2 separate regions of the Gossypium arboreum genome follow, and region 1 is linked to region 2. The links are chromatin contacts, called in public Hi-C maps. All regions are on one chromosome and are shown on one strand. Each heading gives the region's core, a stretch centred on a gene start, on an enhancer-like site or on the middle of the called end of the contact. The rest is flanking DNA. Distances are from core to core; before and after follow the strand shown.

Region 1 (2,927 bases), core at 314-2,813, 410 kb after region 2:
GACCGAAAATAAGCATATATAGTTAATTTAGCCTACTATTTGATAGGCTATTAATTTTTTAAAGCATGTTAAAAATAGACTAAAAATATAACTTAAGCATAATTTAGGTACTAAATTAAAAATTAAATATAATTTAGGTACAATTTAAAAAAAAACTCTTCTAAGTATGGAAATTGAAAAATGTGTATATAACAAAGGGTAAACTATTAAAATAGTCAATTTTATTTTCCTTAGTTTACATTTTAGTCACTTATGTTTGAAATGTTATGTTTTAGTCATTGACATTATTGTATTGTAACATTTTAGTCATTGAGTCATTAATTACCTTTACCAGTATAACAGTAAGGTAATATGGCACGTTAAATCATCATTTTAAACGAAAATTTTAGGTTAAATTATACAATTGGTCCCTATATTTTTTCGTTTTGAGCAATTTAATTTTTTCTTTTATGTCTTTTTAACTTTTTTTCTTTATTTTCCATTCTGTTTTGCTTCTCCCTCCATTTTCCTCACTTCTCTATTTATTTTAACATAGTTTTTCTTTTCATTTGTTAAAACCAGTCCTTATACTTTTATTTTATTTTGGTATTGGGTATTTCCTGTACGTTCTATTTAATCTTCCTTTTGATTAGTTTTTAATATGTTTTCAGCTTAGGGTAACAATTTTGTATTGATCTTCAATGAAACCCAAAATAAAGATTTTTTTTAATTTTTTTTTTTTTGCTTATTATAGACAATTGTGAAATGAGGTATCTAATATTTTACAGTTATTGATGAAGCCATACAAAGGATCCAAAAACGGATTATTGTGATGATTTATAAAATTGCTTGAACTAGATATTTTAATGAAGATCATCATGATACTAGTTAACCCTTCTGATCTCATCAGGGTTAACTTTGTTTTTAGTTCTTGGCATCAATTTGGTAAGCAAATCAATATCTTTGGTAGAATTTAGCTTGGTGTTCTATTATGTATCAAAGAAGAATTGGTATTGATTAATTCAATAGGATCGATTTCATTCATCTTGTAGTGATCGAAAATGGTCTCTAGGTTTACATAGAGTATGTAATCAAAGATATTTGGCTTTAACAAATAAAGAAATAAAAAGAAAAAATTAAATTGTTCAAAAAATAAAAGTATAGGGACTAGTTTTAATAAATGGAAAACATAAAAAAACTATGTTAAAAGAAATGGAGAAGAGATGAAAACAATGGGAGAAATAGAAGAGAATGGAAATTAAAGAAAAAAAGTTAAAAGGAACATAAAAAATAATAATTAAATTACTCAAAACGAAAAAAAGATAGGGATCAATTGTATAAATTAACCTAAAATTTTCGTTTGAAATGATAATTTAACATGCCATGTCAGCTTAACGTTTCACTGTTAACAACAATTAACGGCTCAGTGACTAAAATGTTATAATATGATAACATAAATGACTAAAACGTAACATTTCAAATATAAATAACTAAAATGTAATTTGAAATAAACAAAAGTGACTATTTTGATAGTTTACCCTAAAACAAAAGTGAAATCGTGAATTAAAAGGAAATAGTGGTATAGTTGGAAGGCTTAAGTTGGAAGGCTTAAGTTGGAAGGCTTAGGCCTATTTCATTCTATGGATTAAATGCTCCGATAATTATTTATTTCTTTTTTTGCCTTTAACCTTCTTCTTTGTCCCTTTTATTTCCTTTTTTATTTTAGTATTCGCTAATTAATTATTTCTCTCTTTAAATTTCTCACTGAACTCCATTGAAATAAGCTCAACGAAACAATCAGAAGTCAGATCTTGCATCATAAACCCTAGAATTCAAGACAAGACTCCAGCTGTTTGATCTGATCGGGTACTTTTACTTTTCGCAACTAACGACTGCTTTATTTCTATCGTCTTTAATTTGATTTTGCTTGTATGATCGACTATCATCCGCGAGATCTCTCTTCATTTCTCTTTACTTTTGAGATTCTTAATCTTCAATAGCGTGTTTTTGAATGTTTCTCCATTTTATTATCTTCGTGGAAATGTAATAACTACCATCGGTATTACTTAAATTAAATGACTTTCATAACTAATAAATTTTACCGGCTTAGCGAAAAAAAAAAAAAGACTTAGCTCTTTCCATTTTATTCGGCGTAGAATTTTTCTGTAGAAGAAGATGAAAGTGGATTTACAACAGGGGTGATAGTAAGTTTTTAAAAAGAGTAAATAAATAAATTATCTGTTCCGAGTTATTTGATAAACTGAATTTATAACTGCCTAGGTTACTATTTTGAATCATTTCAGTGTGGTGTGATATGTACAGCTGGATTGATATTGGCTAAAAGTGATGGTCTGGGATGGCCATCTGTTTATTGATTGTTGCATTGTGAAGCTGTAGTTATTGCAAATCTTTGCGGACAGCATGAATATTGTGAAAGGTGTGGCTGATCTTATTCGTCGGACATCTAGTGGCCAAACTGGAGATTCACCAGGGGCACAAGGGGAGAGGTTGTCTCCTCCTACTCCAAGGATTTGCTTCAGGTACTGATGCTTGATGATTGATAATTGATGGTTGTTATTTTATTTTACTTTTTAAATATGTGGTGATACAAAGGAGTTTTTGAGTGAGTAAAATTTGGGACTGCTGAGCATTTTAGTTTAAACTTACTGTTCTACAAGTTTGATTAGTTCCTTATTTGACGGGAGTCCAGCTGTACTAATTCATTGTTTGGAGGTTTAGATTAATCCACTTGGTGCTTTTGGATGCACTTGATTTACCTTATCATTTTATTCAAGCTGAACTTTATTATTATCTTTTCCCCTTTGGGTTACTATCTTCCAGTGAAGGAAATGATGAGGCAGTTTTGAGTTCACTGTGGGAGAGATATGAGAACACGGTGGATAAGGTATGGCCCCATGCCTGAAGTTTTCAGATTTCTATTTATCTTT
Region 2 (2,778 bases), core at 267-2,766:
CTTAAAAATGATGCATGTTTTAGAAAATCAATGAGGGAAAGAAGAGATTAAAAATCTTATTACGAGATTTGAGTTAAAATGAGGTAAATAAGAGTTTTTGGGAGGGTTGTATATGTAATGTACTTACTCATGTAGTTAGCTTAGCTATGTTTAAAGAAAGCAGCCTATCCCTTCTTGTTCATAGCTTCCCGTTCTCTAGGTAAATAATACACCAGCCTAATCTTCAGGCCTCGGTTTAGCATAATTGATGGCTTAACTTTTGAAAAAATAAAAAAGGAAGTTTTCATTTCATCGAAAATGTAATTTTAATTTGGTAAAAAAGTTGTAAATTAGCCCATAACGTTGTATCTTTTTTGTATTGAGCAAGTAAAAATCCAACGAATTAACGCTTATTGCATGAACTTAGAACTTATAGATTATTTCGTATAACATAGATTATTTCGTATTTTCAGTCATTTCGTAATTTTCACTATCCAAACCACTTTTTGTATAATTATTTTCCCTCTTCTCTTTTGTTAGTGTAATGCAAATATCTTTCACTTCATTCGTCTTTCCACATCATGATATTCAATAGAATTTTCAATTTCACACCCAACACGTGTACCTTTTTCCACCCCCTAAATGGTGCCTCCCTTGACTACATGCACGTATTACACAGCCCTGTATATACATGCACAGTAGTGTCACTTCGTACCTATCACGACCGCGTATTACTCAACCTTGTATATAAAATAAAGTTGAATAATTTCGTTTCAGTCAAAAGCATGCCAAAGGGCGAACTTTGTTTCGTCAAAGAAATTGAATTTTATTTTGTAGGAGTAGAAAAGTATGGAATAAATTTTTTCGCCCATCAATGAAAAGCCTATTTGAAGGAAGAAAGAGTTGGTTGGTTTTTGAAAAGCAGATTTAGATTAAAAGCTAATCATATTTGAAGAAAGGCCAACATTTTGATTTACGAGGGAATAAGGGCTTGACTTTTCAAGCACCTTTTAAGTCAGAAGCGATGTCTCAAAAAGCTAATGGCTTATTGTGGTGTCACGATTTTAGAGAGAAAGAATATGAATTTGATTTTAGGATACAAGTAGTGACATCATATTCATAGATGAAACATATTTTTTATAGACAAAAGTCGTAACGTTTAATGAGTTGAAGTGAATAATATCTTGTAATATGATGTGAATCGTGACATTTATTAGCAGAGAAGCCATGAAACTTACATTGACCATATATTAGAACTGGTACATATGGTTATTCCAGCTTCAACATTCAAGGCGCATTTTGGGGACAAAACCATGAGGTTAACAATACCTTATAAAACTAGTCTATATAATGAAACAGTGAGTGCCTGCGGGGTCACATGGACTCATACTATTCATCAAAAACGAAAAGACAAAAAAGGAGGAAGAAAAGAAAAACCAAAATGATGCGCAAGCGCAAGTGGGAAATGTTGTACTTCTCGTGGCGGCCGTTGAAAAGGCAGCAAGTGTCCCACCACTTGGAAGAATGCATGAAAATGCAATATTATTGCATTTTATCAACTGTCATCAATGGAACTTCTATAACAACTTGGAGCTAAAATGGGACCCTCATCCCATCCCCCAACTAATTGTCTAAAGACAGATCAAATCTCAAAATGGGCAAATTGCATAACTTTCTTCCTTGCCTCTTCCATGCCTTGTTTTTGTTCACGCAAAAGTGTTTTAGCCATTGATTTTTACCCTGAAAAAACCTTCAGCCAGGAGTAACTTTTTCTTTGAATCGCATATTTGTATATATACATATATATGCATGTCTCGGAGATGTCGGGGCAACGCAACAAGACACAATCAGACAAGTCATGGATGGTTGTCTTAAAAGATCCTTTTCATCTTTAATAATATATACATACATACATACATATATCAGTGTCAAAACTAAGTCCTGTTTTGGGCCGAAAGACTGTGGCATTTGGCCGTGCCTCTCTTGATCTCACCGTTATACAAACTTAGCATCTTACCGTAAAATATAGTATGTATTTGATCTCTGAGAGATTATTTTGTTCCAAAATTCCTCTTGTAATTGATCTGCATCACCAAGCAAAACTACAAAAAGGGTTTTTACACCGGCATGCACAACATATTACGACTATTTTTTTTTCTTTCAAAATCCCTTAATTCCTCCAATAAATTTAGTAAAACTATATATATATATATATATATATTACTAAAGAGCTTATCAACCGATACAGCCAAATGAGTCGGAATTGAAGAGTCGAGCTCTTTAGCTCTCTCTGGATAGGTAGTGAAATTAGATTCAATAAGATTAAAAATAACGGTGGCGGTGATATTATTTACTATATCAGTAAAATTAAATAATGTACCATTGAAGTTAAAACTAATGGTGAAATATATGTTTGGATTCAAATGCAACTTATTAAGGGTAATAGTTGACAGAAACTATCACAACTATTCACCTGATGAGCTGAGAGAGGTGAGGTTATAGGGGACGGGGAGGAGAATGAAAAACAGATGGAGGGGGAGGGAAGTGTGTGTTGATAGAGCAGTGTCTGTGTCCTTATGGGATTTGGAGAGGTATTTAAGGGGTCATTTGTAAGCCATGTGTCTTCTTTTGATTGGGGGTTGTCATACGGCGTAGGCCTATCCTTAAGTTGACTATGCGACTTGATGTGACGAAGTGGCAGGATATGTTAATGATGAGTGACAATGATCTTGTCAAGGTGGTATGGTTGAGCTTAGCATGGCCATGGTCCTAGTAAGGTATAGTGCTCAAGTGAGGCAT

Evidence for each region. A called contact is a pair of places that touch in the nucleus more often than the background predicts.
Region 1: a Hi-C map of leaf shows a contact between it and region 2, with 3 times the contacts expected there. The contact joins the promoter of LOC108478737 here to the enhancer-like site in region 2. A contact is called at or near these places in 2 of 5 Hi-C or Micro-C datasets (both in leaf).

Annotation. Positions count from the first base shown.
Region 1 is chr3:119,843,638-119,846,564 of ASM2569848v2, forward strand. It overlaps LOC108478737 (BEACH domain-containing protein B-like), which reads left to right and starts at 1,564. Exons shown (of 41, transcript XM_053025837.1): 1 at 1,564-1,845; 2 at 2,377-2,519; 3 at 2,821-2,884. The coding sequence starts at 2,401.
Region 2 is chr3:119,434,840-119,437,617 of ASM2569848v2, forward strand. LOC108473386 (ubiquitin carboxyl-terminal hydrolase 16-like) reads left to right here. Exons shown (of 12, transcript XM_053025828.1): 12 at 1-298. Among protein-coding and RNA genes, the nearest start is that of LOC108473386, 9.0 kb to the left of the region's middle. Within about 2 kb of position 1,517, at least 2 of the 2 cell types and tissues checked have an H3K27ac peak or open chromatin away from gene starts, as enhancers often do. A contact at or near this core is called in leaf, where this site is marked.